Regions from separate parts of the Mus musculus genome. Here region 1 is linked to region 2. Evidence: chromatin contacts called from public HiChIP or PLAC-seq data. All regions are on one chromosome and are shown on one strand. Each heading gives the region's core, a stretch centred on a gene start, on an enhancer-like site or on the middle of the called end of the contact. The rest is flanking DNA. Distances are from core to core; before and after follow the strand shown. Region 1 holds the start of Plcg1 (phospholipase C, gamma 1). Region 2 holds the start of Dhx35 (DEAH (Asp-Glu-Ala-His) box polypeptide 35).

Evidence for each region. HiChIP or PLAC-seq counts read pairs in DNA pulled down with a chosen protein or histone mark.
Region 1: a contact with region 2 is called in an H3K27ac HiChIP or PLAC-seq map of embryonic stem cells, with 13 times the contacts expected there. The contact joins the promoter of Plcg1 here to the promoter of Dhx35 in region 2. A contact is called at or near these places in 13 of 39 promoter capture datasets (the 3T3-L1 cell line, 3T3-L1-derived adipocytes, cranial neural crest and 8 more), 1 of 484 Hi-C or Micro-C datasets (embryonic stem cells), 15 of 115 datasets of contacts at active chromatin or transcription factors (VIP interneurons, astrocytes, embryonic forebrain and 8 more) and 3 of 9 other capture datasets (adipose tissue, liver and macrophages).

Annotation. Positions count from the first base shown.
Region 1 is chr2:160,728,233-160,735,156 of GRCm38.p6, reverse strand. Plcg1 (phospholipase C, gamma 1) reads right to left here and starts at 3,847. Exons shown (of 34, transcript NM_021280.3): 1 at 3,813-3,847; 2 at 3,124-3,439. The coding sequence starts at 3,340. Gm52567 (a long non-coding RNA gene) reads left to right here and starts at 4,410. Exons shown (of 2, transcript XR_003954082.1): 1 at 4,410-5,451.
Region 2 is chr2:158,793,173-158,800,599 of GRCm38.p6, reverse strand. It overlaps Dhx35 (DEAH (Asp-Glu-Ala-His) box polypeptide 35), which reads right to left and starts at 5,793. Exons shown (of 22, transcript NM_001372513.1): 1 at 5,672-5,793. The coding sequence starts at 5,711.

The DNA.
Region 1 (6,924 bases), core at 2,598-5,097, 1.9 Mb before region 2:
CCAGAGGTGCCAAGAAAACACTAAGAGGTCTAACTTCCCCTGGAAAAATGATAGTCAAAGAGGAAGCACATGGCGGGAATGGCTGGCTCTGGAGATCCAGGCGCATGCTTTCTGCTGCTCTCTCACTGTGGGCCAGCAAAAAGGAATCCTTGAGGGACATGTGCAGACAATTCTTAGGTGCCACGGACCTACTCTCAGAGCCAGCCCCTTGGTACTGCAATCCTCACCACAATAACAACATAGCTTTAGAGTCTCTACTGGAGCTACTATGCCAACAGTGGTCCTTAACTGGACAACCTCACGAAGAATAGGTCTGAGCCATCTCACTACAGGCATTACATATGGAAAGCCTAGGAAGGCGTCTTTGATGAAGATGGAGGTCTCTGCCTGTAAATACCACCTAAACATGGAGGTTTCTCTTCACAAGGGGCAACAAAGGCTACAGAAAACAGGAGACCAAGGCCTACCACCAACACAACCTGGGAGCAGAGTCCTCTGAGGACTAGCCTGCAGTCAGAGTGAAAAGTCTGTTTAGCACTGGGCAGGAAGTCTATGGCTGCTTTTAACTCACTAAATTCTGCAACATAAATGCCAGACACCAGCCTGACTTCAGTCACACAACCAAACAGCACCAAAGCACTTCTCAAGTAGACCGCTGCCTTAGACATCAGAAGGTGCTAACTAGTTTCACAAGTGTCACAGTGAGAGAACTCAAGATTTAGGAAATGGCAGTCAGCCTGTCCTTCTGTTCCGTGAGCACCCTGAGGGCAGACAGCGGCAGTCTTTCTCTCTGGCCTGGCTTCAGGTAGGGATAAGGTTATCAGCAAAAAGTCAAATACCTGAGGCATCTGAACAAGAGACCAGACAGTAGGGGACCCAGCTGGCAACTCAATCCTTTTCACAATCTGCAGGAGGCTGCAGGTTTGGGAACCCACAAAGGCAGTGAGGTGCATTCCAGCAGAAGTGGGGCAGGGCTTCGGTGGTGGGCTCCATTTACAAGGTATGAAGTCCACACAGGCTAGTCTGCAGCCTTCATTCTGGACCCCAAAAATCACAGGGTCGGGCCCAATGAAAACATGCATATCTCTGGGTGACTTTTGTGGGTCTGGAAAGGTGACGTCCTCTGTATTCCTGCCACCCATCCTCAAAGACCCAAGTGAGACAAAACGGACTGGATGGTTCTGTCTCTAAGTCCCTTCTTTCTGTCCAGGCCCCAACTCACAATGACATCCAATGTACAAAATTCCAAACATAGAAACTCATCTTACATGACAGGTGAACAGAAGGGTAAACGATGTACGGCAAAACAAGAGTTTCCTCTTTTTTCCTGGGTAATGAATTAAGGAGAACGGGACCCTCTCTCGGCCCTCCTCCCTCAGAGCCCTTTCTTTTTCTAACAGCCACATTAGACCTCCCTCAGAAGCCCCATCCCAGGGTCTAGGAGGACAAGCATCTACCATAGCTACTGCTACTAATAACTGGTTCTTAAACTTCTGTAACGTCTCTGCTCGCATCTATTACATATTTAGTTTGCTTACTTTACACCAACTATCTCACTTCCAAAAGTGACCATTTATAGTAAATATACTTCTTCTAACTTACAGAGGAACCGAGGCTCCGAGAGGGAAAGCACCTGGCTGGGTGACGTACAGCTAACACACTGGCTTCAAATACCATAGCTATCTTCCACTACTGGGCTACACACACGGTTTACAGTGCAGCTGTTACCAAGAGCTAGCTACCGGGGAACTAATGCCACCACTTAAACACAGGAAATACTACAAACGTAAAATGCCATGCCTGCAACCTGATGTCTGAGTGATGTCTCAGGACTACCGGAACTGTCTGCAGTTCCATCCCCCAACACTGAAAATCACTGAAATGTTCTTCCAGCGGAGGCCAGGGCTGATGGGCACTGGTGATGGTTAAGGGCCAATTCTGTCAGACCTGAAGTTTGTAGTTGAGGATGGCTGTCTTACCACAGAAACCTTCCTTCCTCCTCATCTCCTCACCCATCGACACACATGTACACCATCCCCAGGAAGATCTGTGGGACCTTCTCTCCGTTGTTACTTCCTGACACCACCCCCCCTTCTCTAACACAGACCTGGCTCTTAGGCTAGGTCCCTTCAACCATAGACTCTTTGGGGGTTCTTGTAAGAAACATCTCAAAGCCTGGAGTTGCAAAGACTCCTCATCCTGCCTCACACCGAGGAAAATGACTATCAGAAAGAGCCGAGGTTTCTCAAAACTCCTGACTTACTTCTCCCACCAGAGACTTGTGTGTAAACCCACCACACTCAGGTCTGGGAAGGCTACGACAGGAAACCAGAGGAGCAACTCTGGGCTACCCTGTGGTCACGAGAACATCCAACACAAAGGGCTGGACCTCAAAACCCAAGGCCAGGGAACCTTTCTGAATGCAAGCTCCTTGTTATATGCTGCAAGGGCAAAGGAGCCCTGGCTCTAGCTTTGGATGGCTGCCTAGCACCATGGACCTCCAAAATTCAGATCTGGGGCAAAAAAAAAAAAAAAAAAAAAAACCATCCACGGGACATGGGGAGGGGGAAGCAGTCACGGTTTTAGCTTTCATACCCCATCCTCCCAAAGAAGAGGGAGATGAGTAGGCCCGCTCTGCTCCACAACCAGCCCTACCCCAACATCTGCCTAAGTTCTACATGAGGATTCCAAAGGTTCTTGCGCCAATAAGCCCATCCCGGAGCTCTTAGGAGTTTTCACAGACAGCACACTCTGGAGAAATGGCAGTGGGCAGGAAGATCTTGTCGGTTCCCCAGGTTCTCAGGTTGGATGAGGGGGTCCCTGTCTTGGCTTCCCCTCACAGCCACTGACAGCCGCCCGATGCTAAGGGCCGGAATCCCACTCCACTTGTCCAACCAGTGAGGACTCTTAGGCCTCAGGGCAAAGTGCCTGGAACACTCCCCCCCTACTGGGGGAGGGGGTGTCCTATCAGGTGATCCAAGACCCGGATGCCCCCCTCCACCCGCCCCAGAGTGACCACCAGGGACTGGGCGGAGACGGGGCGCCAGGCGCGAGGCCCGAAAGTTTGCCCAAGTGTTTGGGAGGCGGGCAGGCGCGAGGCAGGCCGGAGTGGGGCGCACTTACTGGACCCCTCGATTTTGTCCGCGCCGCGGCTCCATGTGATCTGGCGCGTCTCCAACTTGACCTGGAAGGTCTTCCGTTCTGGCCGCTGCGACTTCTTGGAGTAGAACAAAGTCATGACGGTGCCCACCTCGAGGCTGCGGCAGAGGTGCAGCACCTCGGCTTCGGAGGGTGCGCCAGGCCCGCAGCCGTTGGCGCAGGGGGTCGCGACGCCCGCCATGCTGCAGCGACCTCGGCGACGCAAGCCGGCGGGCCCGGAGCGGCGGAGGCGGAGGCGGTGGCGGCGGCCGGGGAGGCGAGCGGGACCCGGTGGCAGCTCCTGCGGGCGGACGCGGGGCGGGGACTGAGCGCGGGGGCGGGGCGGGGTGAGGCTCCGCCCTCAGCGCGCCGGGAACAAAGACGCTCCTGGGGACGACCCCCGCCCACCGCCGCGCCTGCGCCCCGCAACCCGGGGCAGGCCGCAGCGGGCGGACCTGGACACCTCGGTTCGGCCGAGCTTTCCCCGCGCAGGCCTGACACAACGCGGGGCACGGCCGCCCGTCACGCACGCAACCCCGCCCACAGGCTGCGGCCCGTCGGTCCGACGCGCGCACGGGCCTCCGGCCCACACGGGACCCGCCGCGGCAGTGTGCACGCCTCCCAGGGAGCGAGGGGGCTGCGCGACCCCCAGCCCTCCCGCCGAACCCGGTTACCTGGCAAGGCTGCCGGGCGGAGGGAGCCGCGCCAGCCTGGCCTCCTCACACCCGCGGTGGCGGCGGGGGCGGGCCCTCCGCGCACCCTCTCCGGGGAGGGGCGCACTCGTGGATTGGCTAACAGGCCGTGAGTGACAGCACGCCTGCCACGCCCCCTCTGCGCAGACGTCTTTTGCAAGGGCTTGAGCAGACAGACGGGTTCTAGGGTGGCCTTGGAGTGTGGCCTCTGGGGAGGGGGCCACGCAGGTGTGGGCAGGGCCCTCAGACTCTCGGACGCGGGTCCGGTGGCCTTCGAGGCCTCTCGCGTGGTCCGCTGCCCTCCTCACGCTCCGCCCGCGCCCTACCTGCACTTAGTCTCCGAAGCTCTGGTTTGTCCTCTGCCTCATTTTCCTCTGGACTCAGTGCTGGGCCAGTTGCAGGGTGGCTTCCCCTCTGCGCAGACACAGGTGACCCCAATCCTGGGTCTCCCCTGACCTCCCGACCCAGGCATCTCGTCATCTGCGCCACAGCCTTGCTTGCCATCCTCATCACATGGCCCCTTTCACCCGCTACACCTTCTCTATATGGCAGTGAACTCCTGAATTTGGAAGACCCCACACCTTGCAAGAACCTTTTTTCTTCTCTCCCTCATCCCTAAGTAATCCACTGAGGCTCTTCCCTCCTGCCTTTGGGGCTCTCTCCACTCTACGCACGATCCTGAGGACCCCTCTTCTCTCTGTGTACACTATCCTCTTGGGTCTTGCCTGCATCTGAGCTTCAGAATTTACCACTAAAGCCTTTGAAATTGCGTACGTGAATTCCCACTGTGCTTCAAATCAGCACAGCTTCGTGGCCCAGCAGTCCTGTCTTGCCTTCCCCTATCTCTCCTGCTTCATCCCTCACCGCGGACTTTGCCTCTATTCTCCAGACATGACACCTGTCTGTGACTGTTAAATAACTTAAAATCAATCTTCCAAAAGCCGTTCTCTGAACAGCACGGGTAAACCCGAGGGCATCCCTTGATCCTGCCGTCTGGCCAATGATGAGCAGACAGTTAGTTGGACAGCTACCCTGCAGCTCTGGACAGCATCTGCATTTCAGAGGTGAGAAGTCCCACACAACATCCCCTTGCAGGAAAGCTCCCCTGGGATTCCTGAGACTAGAATTTGTGATGTATGGGTTTGGACAACCCACCCACCTGGGCCACCTTCGCTTTGCCAGGCAAATAGTGACAGATGCGCTATTTCCCTTGAGGGTGGTCTCAAGAACGTCCGAATTCTGTATACCACTGAGGAACTTTGTCCTGAGGGACTGGGGAGTTGAGATAGACTGACTGCCACCTAGTGACAGGCCTCTGATGTAGGCGGAAACTGGACTTGAGGTTGGCTTGCACAACTCATGATCCTAATTATCTTCTAATCAAGGTTTCAGAGCCCCGTGACTTGAAGTCAGGCTATGTAATAAGTGGGAAGCTGAGTGTCTGTGTTCCACAAGAGAGCCCACTGGGTGAGAGGTAATCCTGGTGGCCATTGGCTAGCTGGCCAATCATTAAGTAAGAGGAGCTGTGTCTTATGTCTGTAGGACTTCAAGAGAGGCCAAATGGTGTAAAGAGATGGACATATGTATTTTGAAGGGAAGGCTGGAGGAAAGTACTTTCCAGGTATGAATAACAGCATGTGCAAAGGCCCTGGGGTTTTTACTCAGTGGAGGGGAATGGCCAGCCAGGATGATTAGACAGAGAGGGCAGATGGAGCTGAACAGGGCCTTTCCCTGCCTGCCTGGTCTGGCCGGTTCTCTCAGGAGACACCCTCTTAAAATGTTGTAATCGTTGTTGAGCTTTCTGTGCCAACTCCAGCAGCCTAGAGGCTACAGTATGCTTTAAAATTCTATTTTCTGGGAGCTTCCTTGTGTTCAGCCCAAACCTTTTTTGCTTTTGTGTCTGTAACAAGACCCCACCCCCACCCCCAGGGGCTCCATGATTTTCTTCCAACAGCAATTTGTTTGCCAGGCCTATAATTGGGAAACAGGGCCTCATTTCCTCTTCCTAGCTTCCTAGGCCTTAGGTGTCTCCTTCTACCCAAGGAAGTTTGGGAAAAGTAGGGCACACACAGGGTGTAGCCAGTATGGGCTTCCCCCAGCTCAGCATATATAAGGATGTGTAGGTGTCACTGGTAATGTATATACATTTGTGCTGTCTGGGAGGTGCTCTAGCCCCCACACAAGGCACTTGCCTGTGACGTCACCCCGACTAGCCCAGATTGGGGCTTATTTCAGGCAACACTCATGCTTCAACCTTAGCTTATACCAAGCCTGTTCCTGGAGTCAAGGAAAGACTGCCCAGCTGCCCCTCTGGCCTGTGGGCCTGATCTCATATTGCGTTTAATAACTACTTAGAACAGTGGTAAGCATATTGTGAGCTTCTTCTTTTTTTTAATTTATTTTTTATTAGGTATTTTCCTCGTTTACATTTTCAATGCTATCCCAAAAGTCCCCCATACCCACCCCCCAATCCCCTACACACCCACTCCCCCTTTTTGGCCCTGGGGTTCCCCTGTACTGGGGCATATAAAGTTTGCAAGTCCAATGGGCCTCTCTTTGCAGTGATGGCTGACTAGGCCATCTTTTGATACATATGCAGCTAGAGACAAGAGCTCCGGGGTACTGGTTAGTTCATATTGTTGTTCCACCTATAGGGTTGCAGATCCCTTTAGCTCCTTGGGTACTTTCTCTAGCTCCTCCATTGGGGGCCGTGTGATCCATCCAATAGCTGACTGTGATCATCCACTTCTGTGTTTGCTAGGCCCCGGCATAGTCTCACAAGAGACAGCTATATCTGGGTCCTTTCAGCAAAATCTTGCTAGTGTATGCAATGGTGTCAACGTTTGGAAGCTGATTATGGGATGGGTCCCTGCATATGGCAATCACTAGATGGTCCATCCTTTCGTCGCAGCTCCAAATTTTGTCTCTGTAACTCCTTCCATGAGTGTTTTGTTCCCATTTCTAAGAAGGGGCAAAGTGTCCACACTTTGGTCTTCGTTCTTCTTGAATTTCATGCGTTTAGCAAATTGTATCTTATATCTTGGGTATCCTAAGTGAGCTTCTTTATTTACAGTTACCATGTGGGTCCTAGAGA
Region 2 (7,427 bases), core at 4,544-7,043:
AATGACAAATCAAGAAAGCAGATCTCATGGAGAAAGAAGTATAGGTCCCATATGGTCAGCTTTTCCTTCTTCTCGTCTTGTCTCTGTGAGCCAAGGACAGAACTAGGTTAAGATACGGCTGGAGAGATGGCTTAGTGGTAAAGAGCACTTGCTCCTCTTGCAGAGGACCCAGGTTCAGTTCCCAGTACCCTCATGGTAGCTCACAACCATCCGTAACTCCAGTTCCACAGAATCTGTCACCAGGCATTCACATGGTGCAGACACACATGCAATCCAAACTCACACAAATAGAAATAATACTCTCTAAAAAGTTAATTAATTAAAAGATAGCAATGGGCTGGAGAGATAGCTCAGTAGCTAAAAGCAGTTGCTTCTCTTGCAGAGGACCTGGGTTGAGTTCCTAGCACACACAACCATCTGTCCATTAACTCCAGCTCCAGAGGGCCTAACGCCCCCTTCTGGCTCCATGAGGACTAAGCACATGCATAGTGCACATACACACATGTAGGCAAACACTCAAAATACAAAATAAAAATGAATCTTCTGGGTTTTGTTTGGTTGTTCTTTTCAAGGGTTTCTCTGTGTAGCTCTGGCTGTCCTGGAGCTCACTCAGATCAGGCTGGCCTCAAACTCAGAGATCCAACAGCCTCTGCCTCCCAACTGCTGGGATTAAAGACCTGTGTGAGCTTCCCTCTGGAAAAAAGCTGAACAGAAGATGCTGGGTCTGCAGACTCCTAGAAGCAAGTTCAAAGCTCAGCAGCTTTCTTCTCCAGCCCTGTTCCAGGTACTTCCAGGAATGCAGCTTCCAAAAAGCCGTAAGTGGGCCACTGCCACATCTGCCAAATGCTAATCTCCCTTCAACCAGAGAAGAAAGAGCAGGGCCTGGACCAAAGCCTGGGCTGGAAAGCAGATGTCATGGGCTCCTGTTTCTATTGCTACATCCCACTTCCCAACTCAAACTAAGGCAGAGAACACTGGATCCTCTTCTGCCCTGTTTTTGTTCAGAATACCCCTCTTCTCAAACCATTAAACCATGCCATTATGTCTGAGTACGTGAACACTGTTCCTGGGAGGTCTGCATCCTCCCACACACTGGTTCCCAGCCCTCCTGGGGCGCTCCTGTCTCTAACCTACAGCTGTTAGGACTTTAACAAGAACAGCTGCTGTACACATACCCGAGCTTTTCTTCTCCTTACAAAAGACTCCATTCAGACACACACACACACACACACACACACACACACACACACACACACACACACGGAACCCCAGGCTGCTTACCCGCCCCACAGCCCACTCTGTTTGTGGCAGGTTTTAAATTGGGAGTGTGTGCCATGCTTAAGGAAGTAGCATTTTTGCAATTCTCGAAAACCATTAATGCTTTCATTTACCCATCTGTAAAACACGGCTGATAAGAGCACCCAACTCAGAATCCCTTCCAGCATGGATGCTGGGAACTAACTGTGGGTTCTCTGCAAGAACACCAAGTGCTCTGACCACTGAGCCATCTCTCCAGCCCTACAGCACAATTCTTACCATGAATCAAGTGGGGGAAAAATCCTCAAGCAGCTCAATAAAGCTTTTGCAAGGCACAAGGACAGCCACCATTAAATACTTACTGAGTGAGAAAATGAAAAGGGACAGGCCCCTCTGACCCATGTGTGTCAGAGAATAAAGTGAACATTCTTTTCTGGGAAAACCTCAGGCAGAACACACAAGACCAGTATACCACACTACTAAGTTAGAGATCACAAACCAGTCATTTAAGCTCTCCATTTACACTATGACTAAACAGTTTTAAGTGGTTACTGTCTTGTTGACTTGTGATGGGGAGATGGTTCTTGTCAGTTTGGTCTTAGTAGACCGGGTCTTGCTGTGTACCTCAGGATAGCCTGAAATTCACTACAAATTCCAGGCTAACCTTGAGCTTTCAATTCTCCTGCCTCAGGCCTCCCAAGTGTTGGAAATACAGGCATGTACCACTACACTCAGAAAAATATGTCAGGCTGGAGAGATGGCTCATGGGTTAAGAGCACTGTCTGCTCTTCCAGAGGTCCTGAGTTCAATTCCCAGTAACACATGGTGGCTCTCAACCATGTAACAGGATCTGATTCCCTCTTCTGAAGATAACTACAGTGTACTCATATACATAAAGTAAGTAAATAATTATTTTAAAAAGGGAGGGCTAGAGAGATGGCTCAGTGATTAAGAGAACTGACTTCTCTTCCAGAGGACCTGAGTTCAATTCCCAGCAACCAAATGATGGCTCATAACCAGATAAATAAATAAGTAAATAAATAAATCTTTAAGAAAAATATTTCTTTTTTTGTTTTGTTTTTAAAGATTTATGTATTTTATGTGTATGAGTACACTGTAGCTGCAGTCACACCAGAAGAGGACGTCGGATCCCATTACAGATGGTTGTTAACCACCGTGTGGTTGCTGGGAGTTGAACTCAGGACCCCTGGAAGAGCAGTCAGTGCTCTTAACCACTGAGCCATCTCTCCAGACCCAAGAAAAATATTTCATTTAAAACATCAATCAAATTTTTCCCATTTGAGAGCCAAGTTTGGCCAAGGGTCTGTAATCCCAGCTACTCAGAAGCCTACCACAGGAGGATCACAAGGTTAGAGCCTGCCTAGGCTAAGAGGAAGACCCTGTCTTAAAAAAAAAAATCAACAACTCTGAGCCCATACAACAACAGTCAAGCTGAGTGTGGTAATGCATATGGAAGTTCCAGTGTATACGTCTCTCCAGTATACACAACCCTCAGTCCACCACATATTAGTCCATTACACACCTTCCTTATGCAGTTTGCCTAAAAGGCCCCTGTAGTTATCAGGACATGCCTGTGATTCCAAGATCTGACCTTACACTTAGCTCCAACCACCTCCCTGACCTGCATTTCCCACAACCCATTTCATCTGGAACTTTTTGCTCCTCTGTGAGAATACCAACTCATCACAGAGATGTTATTACGAGCTGATAAGATGCTGTAAGTGAAAGTGAATTCCCAGGGTTCCGGACTCACTGGAGCTACTCAAATCTCAGTGAATGAAAGCTGTATACCTGGGCCCCAAAAAGTGGATCCCCAACTTTGAGGCATGCTAGAAGCCCCCCAAATGTTTAAAAATACTGCTACCTAGTTCCTGATTTTTTGACAATAATAACAAAAGGATTGATTTTTTTTTTTAAATTTTCCAAGTGATTCAACAATACAGCAAAATTTGAAACCCACTTACCTAGGCCATCACCCCATCAAGGCCCCACTGAACTAGGCAGTCACCCTGTCCAGAACACAAGATTATCACTGTCTTTACTTTCTCTTCTCTTTACCTCTAAGGTATCTAACGGGCCCCTCCTGTCAGCTCCCAGGCTAGACCTGAGGTTCAACATCCATCCTGGATTTTAGTAGCAACCTCTCTTAGAGTAGCCTTCTTAACCATATCACTGCTGGGGTTAAAGCAGGGAAACCTTTTTTTTTAAATTTACCTGTAGTGAGTGTGTGTGTGTGTGTGTGAGAGAGAGAGAGAGAGAGAGAGAGAGAGAGAGCGAGCAAGCACATGTATGGAGATCAAAGGACAATTTTGTGGAGTCGCTCTATCCACCATTACATGACTTATGAGGATCAAGCTGGTGCCCTAAGGCTCTCACAGAGAGCACCCTTGCCTCTGAGCCATCTCACTGGCCCAGAAGCTCAGATTCTTTAACTCTTGAAAGACATTTCAAGATGAAGTCCCTTCCTACCTTTCCAGCACCATCTCCTGCCACACCCCAAATATACCCACATATACCATCACAGTACTCCATACTGGGGGTTTGGGGACATCCTTAATACACAAATCCTTTCAATGGCCTGGAGAGCCATTCTCTACCTCACCATAAACAAGCCATAACAAACTTGTTTCAGCGCTCAGTGTTCGCTCCAAAACCATTACCATCTCTACGACGCAGCCAATTCTTCACACTGCACTTTCCCTCCCTCTCCTATACCTTAATACAATTATAATAGCTGTGTACCTAGCACCACGGGTGTTTTGTGCATTGTCTCATTTAATCCTCACAGCAATCCTATTATGACAAATGACCGATAAGGAAGCAGAGACTTGGAGCACTTGTGTGGCTCTGCAAGTCACCCAGGCAGGGAAGGCACTGCAGTCCAGTACTTGAGGCCATCTTCCTTACAGCACCCCTCTGCCTTGCTTAGCATTCTTCTCATGGACACGTAACTTGGAGAGCACACCTTGAGAGCTGAGCCCAGGCATGTACGTGTTCACGACCTGACTGACGACAGAAGTGTACTCTCGATACAGTAATGGACTAAACAATGGGACAGACTTGTAGAACAGTTCAGAACAGTTCCAGGTTCTTTAACCAAAATGGTACCCGGGTCTGAGTTTTGGCAATTTATCCAAGCCTCTATTAGACTTAACTCTTTGGTCTGCTGGTTAACTCTTGAATAAGTTGGTAACTCATTACTTACTGGGGTGGACAATCAGCTGATGCCTGAAAATGCTGAGTCATGAAAGTGACAAACGAGAGAGTCAGGGTATGTCTTTGTGACCCTGGCTGTCCTGGAATATACACCAGACTGGCCTCAAATTCAAGAGATCCTCCTGCCTCTGCCTCCCAAGTGTTGGGATTACAGCCATGGACTACCATATCCAGTTCAGATTTAAAAAAAAAAAAATAATTATGTGTCACCTTCATGAGTTTATTTCTCTAACACTTAGGCACATGGTCAGATTTCCAGGGAGCATCTAAAACACTCTTTAAAAGCTGTCCCTTGTTGCCTTTTCTGTCTCAAACTATCATCATCACAATATAATGTATACACCCAGATCTTCTGGAGTGCAGGTAGAGGAGAAAAAAAGAAAATGTGTAAAAAAGTAAGGGCAGAGGCTGGTACCAGTTAAGAAACAGTGTTTTGGTTTAGCTTGGTTTGGTTTAGTTTATAAGAAAAGCGTGAACAAAAGGCGCATCCTACACAGATCATGGTCTGGTATTTCAACAAGAACCCGACCTGAGAAAATGCAAAAACAAAAGATGGTGACTTGTTAGCCTACAAAACAGGAAAAGTGACAGCCACTAGGAAGGAGGGCGTTCACTTTGTGGTAAACATTCAGAGTGGGCAAGACCTACCCTAAAACACTGGAATACATTTTCTCTTTTATGAGCCATTAAGTCGGACTACGTACTCCCCCTACTCCACGCCCACGGGACAGGTGTTCGTATTCCGCCCACTTCCCAGGTGAGGGGAGCGATGTTCTGAGGGATGGGGGCAGAGTTCAAGGTTCTCCATCTACTGATGCAAGGCAGAGAGGCAGCCTTGAACCTGGGCGCTCTGACTCCATAACCCAAGCTTCTAAGCCACTGAGCTGCACTGCCTCTCGAGCCCCAATGCTGCCCCAGGACTTCAGCAAGATACACACGGGCGCTTCAGGACTCTACATCTCAAGAGGTGCCGAGGAGGCTAAGAAACTCCAACAAGGTCACCCAGAGTTTCCGCCCAGCTTAGGGAGGCCTTTGACTTCCTCCGGACCACCGTGGGCTGCAGCATCCTTGCGCGCGGAGGAGTGGTGCCCAGCCCTCCCCCGGTCAGGCCCACGGGTGGGTCCCCAGGCCGAAAGTCATGTCCGGGCATCTACCCAGGCTCCCTGCCCTGCCTTACCCGGTTTCCAGAATTTCACTGGTCCCAAGGGCGCAGCCATGCTGGGGTGAAAGGTCACGAAGAAGACTCCGCCCCTCTAGACCCGCGCGAGTCCCTCCGGGCTCAAGGGGCGTGGCCCGCCAGCAGCCTCCGCGGGGGCTGCGGGGGGCGGGTAGAGCGAAAAGAAGCCACGCCTTCCGGCAACACCCCCCCCCCCCACTATGGATCACGTGATCGCAGCTCGCTTTGGCTTGCCTTTGAGGGCCTCTCCTTGGCCCACGTGATGCCGCGCGGCCATATTGTCTCTCGGATTGGCTGCTCTACCCTGCTTGGACACTCTGGGTTGCCACTAACTTCTAGGAATGCGCTGCTGTGTTCCCAGGCTGTCACTCACCAGCGTTAAGAGTGTGAGCAGAGGCTGGGTTTCCCCGGTGAACTGAGAGATGCTCGTGTTTACATGCTATCGCAGCTGCGTCTCTTTTAGTCTCCTATTTTCATACTGAGAGATAATAGCGGTAACGACCTCCTGCGTCTGATGATTCAGTTAATGCTGCTGTGTTCCCTGGAACTGTAGCTTCTTGTTTCCCAGGCGAGGGTGGGGCTGGGTAAACTGTAAATGAATAAACGCTGGATAAACAGAATGATGCTTATTATCAGCAAGTAAAGCCGAAATGATACAGGCAACTTGTGGTCTTCAGAGAAATGTCGCAAAGTGGGAACGCAGGAGCACATTGGGCCGGAAGATGAGACTAGAAATCAGATCAGTGAGGCCAGTGCATTCACCCAGTGTTCCCTCCAAGGCAACCGTTTATAAATCAAATGCTCTTTTTCTACCTCCCCATCCCCCACCCCCACCTCCCGCACATCAAGTCATTGCAGGACTAGGTGCATCCTCTCCCACTAAGACAAGACAAGTCAGCCCAGTTAGGGGAATGGGCTCTGCAGGCAGGCAACAGACTCGGGGATAGCCCCTGCTCCAGTTGTTGGGGGACTCTGCATCAGATACAGCCCATGCTCGCTCTTTGGTTGGTAGTTCAGTCCCTGAGAGCCCCCAAGGGTCCAGGTTAGTTGACTCTGGTGGTCTTCCTTTGGAGGCCCTGTCCTCTTCTGGGCCCTCAGTCCTTCCCCCAACTCTTCCACACACTCCTCCCCCACTCCCACCCCCATCCTCAAGCTCCATTTAATATTTGGCTGTGGGTCTCTGCATCTGTTTCCATCCTCTACTGGATGGAACAGTTGTGCTGGGCTCAAGGAAGCCACAAATTAAGAGGCTTTAAAATCTATACATTTTTAGAGCTCCAAAAGAAAATGCTTCATTCTTTGAGGGAAATGGCAAATTACGGAAAGCGTTGGAAACAAGTAACCCTGATTCAGAATCCTTAGCTTGCCCATCACCTGGCTGACATTTAAGCTCAGTTGTAAACTGAGCTTTAAAGAAGTGTTAAAGGAGATGAGGGGCAGAGGACCTAACACAGTGCAAGACACTGCAGGCACTAGGTCGGAATCGGCTCTCATTAGCTCAACTGCCAGGGCAAATATACCACACGAGCAAAATCTGAGTTTATGTCACGTTCGTTTCTAGATTTGATTTGTTTCCTTAATAATTAAATGAAGTTCAGCACATGCTAATCCTTCTGTGGAGAATGCTTCACCCCTGCTTTAGATCCTTGAAGGAGCAGCTCCAAGACCTCTCTCCTTCCACTATCAAACATTCCCCCTGTAGAGTAGGACTTGCAAGCCGATTTTACCCTAAGACTTGTGCAATTGAACTAAAGTT